3 separate regions of the Mus musculus genome follow, and regions 2 and 3 are each linked to region 1. A link is a contact called in public Hi-C and HiChIP or PLAC-seq data. All regions are on one chromosome and are shown on one strand. Each heading gives the region's core, a stretch centred on a gene start, on an enhancer-like site or on the middle of the called end of the contact. The rest is flanking DNA. Distances are from core to core; before and after follow the strand shown.

Evidence for each region. A called contact is a pair of places that touch in the nucleus more often than the background predicts. HiChIP or PLAC-seq counts read pairs in DNA pulled down with a chosen protein or histone mark.
Region 2: a contact with region 1 is called in a FOXA1 HiChIP or PLAC-seq map of pancreatic cancer cells. The contact joins the promoter of Dpt here to the promoter of Atp1b1 in region 1. A contact is called at or near these places in 18 of 39 promoter capture datasets (the 3T3-L1 cell line, 3T3-L1-derived adipocytes, the C10 cell line and 13 more), 6 of 484 Hi-C or Micro-C datasets (Sertoli cells, brain, cerebral cortex and 2 more), 12 of 115 datasets of contacts at active chromatin or transcription factors (SST interneurons, cardiomyocytes, craniofacial prominence and 9 more) and 2 of 9 other capture datasets (liver and macrophages).
Region 3: a contact with region 1 is called in a Hi-C map of pro-B cells, with 2.3 times the contacts expected there. The contact joins the enhancer-like site here to the promoter of Atp1b1 in region 1. A contact is called at or near these places in 5 of 39 promoter capture datasets (the C10 cell line, cancer-associated fibroblasts, cranial neural crest and 2 more), 1 of 15 datasets of contacts at CTCF or cohesin (large pre-B cells), 3 of 484 Hi-C or Micro-C datasets (cerebellar granule neurons, muscle stem cells and pro-B cells), 11 of 115 datasets of contacts at active chromatin or transcription factors (the 230-238 cell line, embryonic basal ganglia, embryonic forebrain and 7 more) and 2 of 9 other capture datasets (adipose tissue and liver).

The regions. Positions count from the first base shown.
Region 1 is chr1:164,456,970-164,459,906 of GRCm38.p6, forward strand. Atp1b1 (ATPase, Na+/K+ transporting, beta 1 polypeptide) reads right to left here and starts at 1,386. Exons shown (of 6, transcript NM_009721.6): 1 at 792-1,386. The coding sequence starts at 888. It overlaps Gm32391 (predicted gene, 32391), which reads left to right and starts at 1,554. Exons shown (of 4, transcript NR_168343.1): 1 at 1,554-2,771.
Region 2 is chr1:164,795,168-164,798,004 of GRCm38.p6, forward strand. Dpt (dermatopontin) reads left to right here and starts at 1,496. Exons shown (of 4, transcript NM_019759.3): 1 at 1,496-1,869. The coding sequence starts at 1,565. It overlaps Gm32569 (a long non-coding RNA gene), which reads right to left. Exons shown (of 4, transcript XR_373663.3): 4 at 359-2,308.
Region 3 is chr1:164,869,652-164,872,479 of GRCm38.p6, forward strand. Gm32652 (a long non-coding RNA gene) reads right to left here. Exons shown (of 5, transcript XR_865700.2): 3 at 2,384-2,500. Gm20743 (predicted gene, 20743) reads left to right here. Exons shown (of 5, transcript NR_040303.1): 4 at 487-615; 5 at 903-1,787. Among named protein-coding and RNA genes, the nearest start is that of Gm20743, 7.9 kb to the left of the region's middle. Within about 2 kb of position 1,285, at least 33 of the 459 cell types and tissues checked have an H3K27ac peak or open chromatin away from gene starts, as enhancers often do. A contact at or near this core is called in the 230-238 cell line and pro-B cells, where this site is marked.

The DNA of each region.
Region 1 (2,937 bases), core at 136-2,635:
CCTCCCTTCCGCAGTCACGACTCATGGATTTGTCTACAACTATGCCCTTCAAAATGACCTTAAAAAAAAAAACCTAGTACCTTTCCAGTGTAAGGAGGTAAAAAACAAACACGGTATGTAATTTTCAATGGGGTATGAGGGGGAGTCCAGCCAAGGAAGCAACAGGCTGCATGAAATGCTCTAATATAACCTGTTTCTTCGTTTGTATCATGAAGAGCTTAAAAACACCATGTCTAGCCAAGGCTTAAAAAACGAGCCATGAATGGAGCTCACTGGGCCATTTCTGGGCTGTGATGACTGCAATGTGTGAGGACTGCAGTGTGGATGCATTTCTTCTCCCCGTTCCTATCCATTCTAGATACATTTCTAGACTGGAAGAATGATGCTATCTATCGCAGCATCGTCTGCATTAGAACAGGTACGCTCGTGAGTTCTGCTCACGGCCCCAAATCTCGTTTTTCTAAGGTCTTGGGAGATGGAAAGGGAGGGTACATACATAGGCTCCTGGAACCTGACCGAATTTCCCAGGAGGAAAGGCTTAGGAAACGAAGATCCCTACCATACCCAAAACCCTAGCTCCAGCTCCCCACCCGAGGCGCATCCTGGGGACCCCCCACATTTGTCACTGGATGCCAAGCCCAGGGCCGCACGCTCCTAGCAGCTCCTACCACCCACTCCCTAACACCCTGGTCAGCCCCGCGGGCGCCGAACTGTCCGCAGTGCTCGCGTACAGACGCGCCTCCTAAGAAAAGCCAAGGCGCCGACGGCAGAGCCGCGGAGCGCGTACTTACACCAACTACCACCGGTCCTGCCCAAAAACTCCTTCTTCTCCGAGTTCCAGATGAATTTCTTCCAGCTGCCTTCCTCCTTGGCTTTTCCGCGGGCCATGGTGTCTGCTCAGCAGTGGCGGCCGAGGCCGAGGGAGGGCGAGTGCGGCGCGCGCCCTGGGCGTCCTCGCGGCGGCTGCTCGGTGTCCCCGCGGCCCGGCTCTGTCTCCGAAAGCGAGACGCGCCGCTGCCGCTGCGGCTCTCCGAGTGCGAGGCGCGCCGCGGAGCAGCCTAGGCAGAGCGGGAGGAGGGGGAGGTGCGGCGGGGGCGGAGGGAGGAGGGACGAGGGAGGAGGGCGCGCGCGGGCTGGGCGGCTCCGAGCCCCGCACCTAGAGGTGGGCGCGCGGCCGCTCTCGGGCTTTCCCCGCACTCCGATCGCCTTCCGGGGGGCTCAGCGAACCCCGCAGCTGCTGCTTCAAGCTGTAGCTGCACCACTCTGCTTGCTGTGACCTCTGGCGAGATGGACCAGGGACAAGGAGGGAAAGTCACCGGGAAGGGCGAGCGGAGTGGAGCGCGGGCTCGGCACACGGGCGCGCAGGCCAGGAGCCGAGAAATTGGCTGAGGGCGCACGCCCTACCTTTACTATATACCGCGCCTCCACCATCCGTAGCTCCGCCTACCGGCGGCACGGCAAGCCAATCGCCAGCGCCGAGAAGGCGGGGCCTGAGCCCCCGAAGGGGCGGGCGCGGGGCCCCGCACAAAGGAGCCGGCAAAGCTAAAGGGGCTGGCACCGCAGCAGGGGTGCGGAGAGGGACTGGGGGCGGGTGAGTACTGCTCCCGCAGCTCTGCTGGCCCTCTCTCTGCCCCGAGCTGTGCCTGGACAATCCTCCTCGTCCTCCCGGCCCCCGCTCGCCAATGCTGTGGCCTGCACCTGCATCGCTCTCTGGGAACCTCGGAGACCTCAACTCCTTCGTACTGGTCTTACCCCTTCGTACTGGTCGGGGTTTACTGCAGGTCCACCTCCCCTAGGCCATGGCCAGGTGGGGGAAGGTCACTCCAGGACGCTAGTGACTCTGCCCAGCTCTGCTCCGCCTCTCTGCTTATGCACCTGCCGCCCCCTCGCACTCTCTGCCACTGCGGTTGCAGTTCCGGCCCGTCCCTCTTCTGCAGGCCAGCCCAGCGGGCAGCCTCGGTTCCTGACTCCTGGTCTGTGCTTGTGGGCGGCCTGAACCACCTCAATCCGGACAATTGCCAAACCCACCCTGGGCTGTAGCTGGGAACCGGTTGTGGCTCCTGCCAGTCTAGACCCCGGGGAACAATTTATGCACGTGACCCAGCCACCTAAGACTCTCCTGGCCCAGGTCTGTGGCTGGTATTCCCATTGGCTTACTGTTCTGTCTCACTGGGGGCACCCCTACCCTATACTGTAGAATTCTTGGAATGACAGAGCACTTGGGAAGACCCAGCTCACATGTCAAGATGTCGCAGAGCACTGTGTTGGACATGACCATTCTTTCCATCCTTGTTGGCTGAAAATCCGCCCTTATTTTCATCCACCGAGCCCCTGAACAGCTTTCCACACAGCTCTTATGGTGATGACACAGCAGAAAACATGGCGAGGCTTCTGCAGTGGCTGCAGAAAAGCCTGTCCCTGGAGCGACCTGGCCGGTCGCGCAAAGAGCTAGCTTCTTATCAAAGACCTTCCCAACACAGAGATGGGTTCCCAAGACACCCTGCCATTTTCAAGGTCAATCTTGCAGGCCCAAGGACAAAACCGAAGGGATGCAAAAATGAGCTTTTTCTCATTAATCCCACTTGCAAGACTGAAGAAAACCTTAAAATACCCAAAATTCAGGGGAGACATAGCAACTGAGTCTCATGGAGTCCACAGGGGCTGCCGACCCACTGTGTCAAGGACAACTGTGAGAGCAGCTTGTTGAGAAAGAAGTCACTCTGCTTTGCCCCTGCAGCGTTTATTTTGGAAAAAACCCAAGTTTGTGGTTGGTAAGCTATTAGAAGAGACTGTACCTGTAGATTTGATGCCACTGTCTCTAGGCAGAACTTACATTGTGGAGGGGATTCCGCAGACCAGACCACTGGGAGGTGTGTGTGTGTGTGTGTGTGTGTGTGTGTGTGTGTGTGTGTGTACCTCATATATATATGAGGGAGG
Region 2 (2,837 bases), core at 246-2,745, 340 kb after region 1:
TACTATGTTATATTTTAAAAATCTACTATAAATATAAGATAAATGCAAATTAAAAAGAGATACTCCAAGTGATTCAAAATGCTAGAATAGGTAAGACATTTTTAAAAATGTGTTCCATACCAAAACTCTAATGAAAAAATTTCTCAAAATCATTAGCCAGGAGACAAAAATATTCATGCCAAACTGCCGCTATACACCTATTAAAATGACCAAAATGTAAAAGAAAGGATAATTTTCTGGTGCCATAGCACAGACAGCTTCTTTTAAAGTTTGACAGACTCTTACATAGCAACCTGGAAATCAGTCATGAGTATTTACTGAAGCAAAATGAAGAAGAAGCTTTATACGAAAACCTCTGTGCACTTATAGAAATTTTATTCGTAAGCACTTATGCATAGTTATATATAAATTTTTACAAATGAGATATTCCACACGTGCTTCAGATGATACCATTGAACAGGACACCCATACTGTGGAACCCTTCTCAGCAATTACAAGAGGTCAGTGACTGGCAGCACAGTCGAGTCTCAAAAGCAGGGGTAACAGAGACTGACCCGTGTGGTGTGACCCCAGTTATTAACAATCTGGAACAGGCAAAACTGTAGAGACGAACATCCGATTGTTGGGTAGCAGAACTAGGTATCGGGAACAAAGAGGATGCAGAGGGCTATGAGGAGGTGCTCTGGACTATCCAGTCTACTCTATAGCATGATTTCAGAGCTGCCTGCAGGACTGTATGCTACACAGTTGAAAAGCTGGCCTTTATTTTATACACTTCACCTCAACAAACAGAAAAGTCAATGTAAAGTTTGAAAGTGCCAGCTGAAAAAACTTACCATTCATTTGAGCTTAACCAGTTCCATACTTAAGCCAGAGCTGAAGGGACCACTTTCAGCAGCTCAGGCAGATGCTGAAGCAGAGATAACGCCCCGCTGCTCTCTCCATGGACCAATAGCACTTCTACCTGAACGTTAGACATTTTAACAGTAGACCTGAAGACAGATCATCTGCTTCTACCCCCAATTAAAAGACGGACTAAGAACATAAAAAGAATCCAGGCACCTAGGTTTGCAGAAATCTAAAGGTTGAGTTCCTTTAACTTATCAACGTTTGTGTTTTGAAATCTCCGCCTGGATTTCCGTATAATTCTAGAGAGCTAAGCAGGAGAACAGCTACCAGATACCTGGTTTGCTAGTAAGAAGGGGCGTGGCAGAGGGGCAGCATGCCGAGAGATGAGGGAAGGATAGGTAGGCAATTGAGGGGGTCTTTCTCAGGTGTTTCTGAGCAGAGTGGAGCAGCTGCCTCTGGTCCCTCTCCGTGAAGTGATTCTCTGGGGAGATTTCCTTGATTTACATGTTCCTTGCATGTTCATAGAATTCCACCTTAAAACAAGCTGGACGCAAGCAAGGCCAGTTTCTCAGCGTGGAAAAGCTTTTGCTTGAGCAATGACACACTGCAGTTGGATCCAGTTCACCCACATCTGGGAACCACATGTCAGCGGCAGCTGTATAAAGTCAGCCCAGCAAACTGAGGGTGACATTTTTTTTGCCAGAAGCCGGGCAGTATGGACCTCACTCTTCTGTGGGTTCTTCTGCCACTGGTGACCACAGCCTGGGGCCAGTATGGTGGCTACGGGTACCCATACCAGCAGTACCAGGACTACGGTGATGATGGATGGGTGAATCTTAACCGCCAAGGCTTCAGCTACCAGTGTCCCCACGGGCAAGTGGTGGTAGCTGTGAGGAGCATCTTTAGCAAGAAGGAAGGCTCTGACAGACAATGGAACTATGCCTGCATGCCTACACCCCAAAGCCTGGGGGAGCCCACTGAGTGCTGGTGGGAGGAGATCAACAGGGCCGGCATGGAATGGTAAGAAGCAGAGAGTGCTCTAGAGATGGGAACATCTGTGTATGTACTGCATGGGAGAAGTTTGGTCCTTAAAATAGCAGGGCTCATAACCTGGGCACATCCTAAACTTGCTATTGCATGCTCTGGCGGGCAGGTGTGTACAATGTAGATAACATTGTAAGGTGAAAAACCAGGATGGGGTATGTCCCATGAAGGATGGATCTGGTTCTACTCCTTCAAAGGCCATCCCTAGGCTCAGTGTGTCCCGCAAGCTGGGTGTGTGTACGCAGAATGCTTACCAGACTTCCAAAATAGAGATGTCTTAAGGAATTTATAGAAAGTGGGCATCCCTGTGACATGGGAATAACACTTCCATTTTGGGATGATTTACCGTTTTCCAAAAATACTGCTCCAGGGTGGTTGGGACAAAATAAACAATTGGGTCCTCAGTATCCATATCCTGAAAAAAAAATATTGATTCAAAGTAAGTGATTGGGTAAACAAGACTGAGAACTAGAAACAAAGGGTCCTGAAGTTAAGTAGTGCTCTGCTGTTCTGATGAAATATGTTCTGGCGAGTTTTACTACTGAGATTTCTCTGTCTCCCTCTCTCTCCCTTTCTCTTGAATTTAAATAGCCTCTGTTGCTAGGATATAGTTTACCAAAGGTTTTTAGAGGTACTGTCCTGACTTCTGCCTTTTGCCTAATCATTGGAACTGCATTGGTCCCAGTTTGTGCTTCTCTGTGGTGTTTGACTATCCCAGCCCTGGCATTTGCTCAGAAGCCCATCTTAAGAGACAGGGGTGGCTATACTGGTCATTCATAGCTGTCCAAATGGAGCCCAAATTTCAGGGCTTAGGGAGATGGTGGAGGCTGACCCTAGGAGAGGCAGACTGAGGGAGGAGGTAGCCCAGCTGGAAGGCTGCCAGGTGTGCCCTCTGCTGAACAAGACAACTGCATGAGGGGCTCCTGCAGGGCACTGGCAGAGTG
Region 3 (2,828 bases), core at 35-2,534, 410 kb after region 1:
GATATAGATTTTGCAAGTGATTTTTTTCCCACTTTACCCAGGACGATCTGACTTCTAACCTTTAAATTTAACATTTACAGACTTATACTTAGGTACCTATGGAAATACACCAGAGATATACTTTCAAACCCAGACCCTATTCAAGCACAAACTCTGCCTAAATTTGAGAAGCAGGAAAAGGCTCACCCAAGCATTCACATTACTTGGAAAGTTAACACTTTTTTTGGAACCAGATCTGATGTCCCCAATGTTCTCCGAGGATTCTTTTAATTCAACTGGAGGCTGCCGCCGAGTAATACAATTAGCTTCTCGTTGACAGAGCTCTTTTTCTTTGATCTCCTGTGTTCATTCTTCCAAAAGCAACTCAATTGCTTCTCCTGATGAATTTCTCACTGTATATATACTTAATAGAATTGAAAACCAGCAGGTCGCCATATAAGGAGACATCAGATGAGCTATTAAAATAACATTCTTTTTCTAAGACAGGATTTGGTCTACCTAAACCAACCTTATCTGAGTGCAAAATAGGAAGGAAGAAGTGAACAAACACGGAACTGTCCTCAAAGGCCATGCGTAGAACATTGCCACTACTGATGGCTAGTGTCCTGAATCCAGGTAGAATATTTACTTAGTTTTACCTAGAGGAGCTCTAAAGCTACATAGTCCTTCAGAGTTGTTCCAGTGTGGGGCTGGATGGAAACCTTTCTTCTCCCGCATGTACTGGCCACTACCTGAAAACAATTAGTCAATGGGCAAGGTAGAAGACAAATCCTAGAGGCAGACTCCGCTGAGAAAGGTGGATTCTATGCATCTCTAGATGCTAGTGAGGAAAGAAAGGGGGAATGTGTGCTCACTGGGATGAAGCACTTCAGCATCTTTACCTTCCATATTCTCTCCCACAGGAACTACTCAGGCTGTTTCTTACAAAAGTATCTTCATCTCTCCCTCACCGTGGACACCAAGAGTCCTAGATGACGGATTCATTGCCAGAGATGCCACATTGGAGGCATCTTACAAACGAAAAGCAGTTGCACTTTAGCTTTTCTACGTCTGTGTTCAAATCCAAAGATATCCTCATAGGTTCACGTTTGGAAGTTAATTGTACCACTGAGCAGCAGGCTCCAGTTAAATTAAGAAAATTCTTGGAGGACCGTTGGACTATCAGATCATGTTTCCCAGCAGGTGGCGCTGTTCTGAGACGCTGTGTCGCTTTAGCAGGTGGGGGTCCAGGCTGGCGGAAGTAGGAAAGCAGAACTGGGACTTGGAAAGGGTTGTTCCTAGACCTACTTCCTCTTTCACACCTGGCTTCTTGGTCAGCCAAGATGTAAACAGCCTCCACCACACACTCCAGCTGCCCTGAACTGGGTAGTCATGAATTCTTCAGGTTGGAGTGAACTCTAAAAGTACAAACTGATACACATCTTTAATACTGTGGACTGTTTCTGTCCGGCATGGTGGTCATCGAACACTAACGTATCTAGGTATGGCTACATTGCTGTCAATTACAGGAAATTAGCCAAGCTCTGTCTCTCTGTCAGAGGCCTATATGTTGTGTTAGTTGACAACAGGAAAGCACAGGAACATCCAGACCGTCAACAAGCTGCCATTCCTTGATCCCAGGCTGCATCAATCTCTTTTACATCTTTGCTGTCAAATTTCAGAGATGTAAAACTGTGGGAGTTTCTTCATAGAGCTGAGATTTATTTCATTTTCTTCATTTTTAAGATGGTCACAAGTTACCAATTTTAAAGGAACCAATGAAAGAATATGAAAATAAAACCTAATGCATAAAAAATACTGAGCCAGGTAGTGGTGGCGTGTGCCTTTAATCCCACATAACACTTGGGAGGCAGAGGCAGGCAGATTTCTGAGTTTGAGGCCAGCCTGGTCTACAGAGTGAGTTCCAGGGCAGCCATAGCTATACAGAGAAACCCTGTCTTGAAAAACCAAAAAATAAAAAATAAAAAGGAGGAGGAGGAGGAGAAAAAGGAGAAGAAGGAGGAGGAGGAGGAGGAGGACGAGGAGGAGGAAATACTGTTAGCATAAGGTGTTGAGGGCCTACAGTGTGACAATAATACCTTAATTCTACATGTACACAACCAAATGAAAACAGTAGTAAAGGTAATGGTGAACAGCATACACAGTAACTCTAGAGGACCTCAGTGTCAGAAACTAACTCCCCCTCATTCATAAGAGCAAACTGTCTCTTAAAATAAAGAAACAACAACTAATAAAGAGGATTGTTCCAGAGTCCAGTTGCTGGTGATGACTAAACACTGATCAAGTATTAAGTGTCTATCATCTAACTTAGACTATTTTCTCACCGTCTATGATCTCTAAAATCTAATCATTAAAGATTGTCGAGTTTAGATGAGTGACTCACAGGTACCATCAAGTCAGAGGTACTCCAGTGTTCACCGAGTCACACTGTGCTGGAAACGGCTCCAGGCATAGAAGAAGATATTTTCAAAATAGAGCAGCCAGGACATTATAGCAGCATCTATAACCAAGAGAGGAAACAAAGTGTGAAGTATCTCTAGATTCTTCAAAGATTCCTTTACAAATTCATTCACAAAAGGCTACAAAACAATCCATTATTTCTTCCCTTTGTCTGGCATTTTTCCTATGTTCACATGACTTCTCTGTATGCATTTCTAATATTTTTCTCCTTCCCATGTACCAAGCTTATATTAACATCTTATACTAATTTGTTATCACAAATTCAGAAACAGAGTATAGTTTCATTTAAAAGTCAGATATCTATTTGAAAGTAGAGTGAAGGAAACATGTTATCAACCACTTGTTGACTACCACCTGTTCTAAATGGA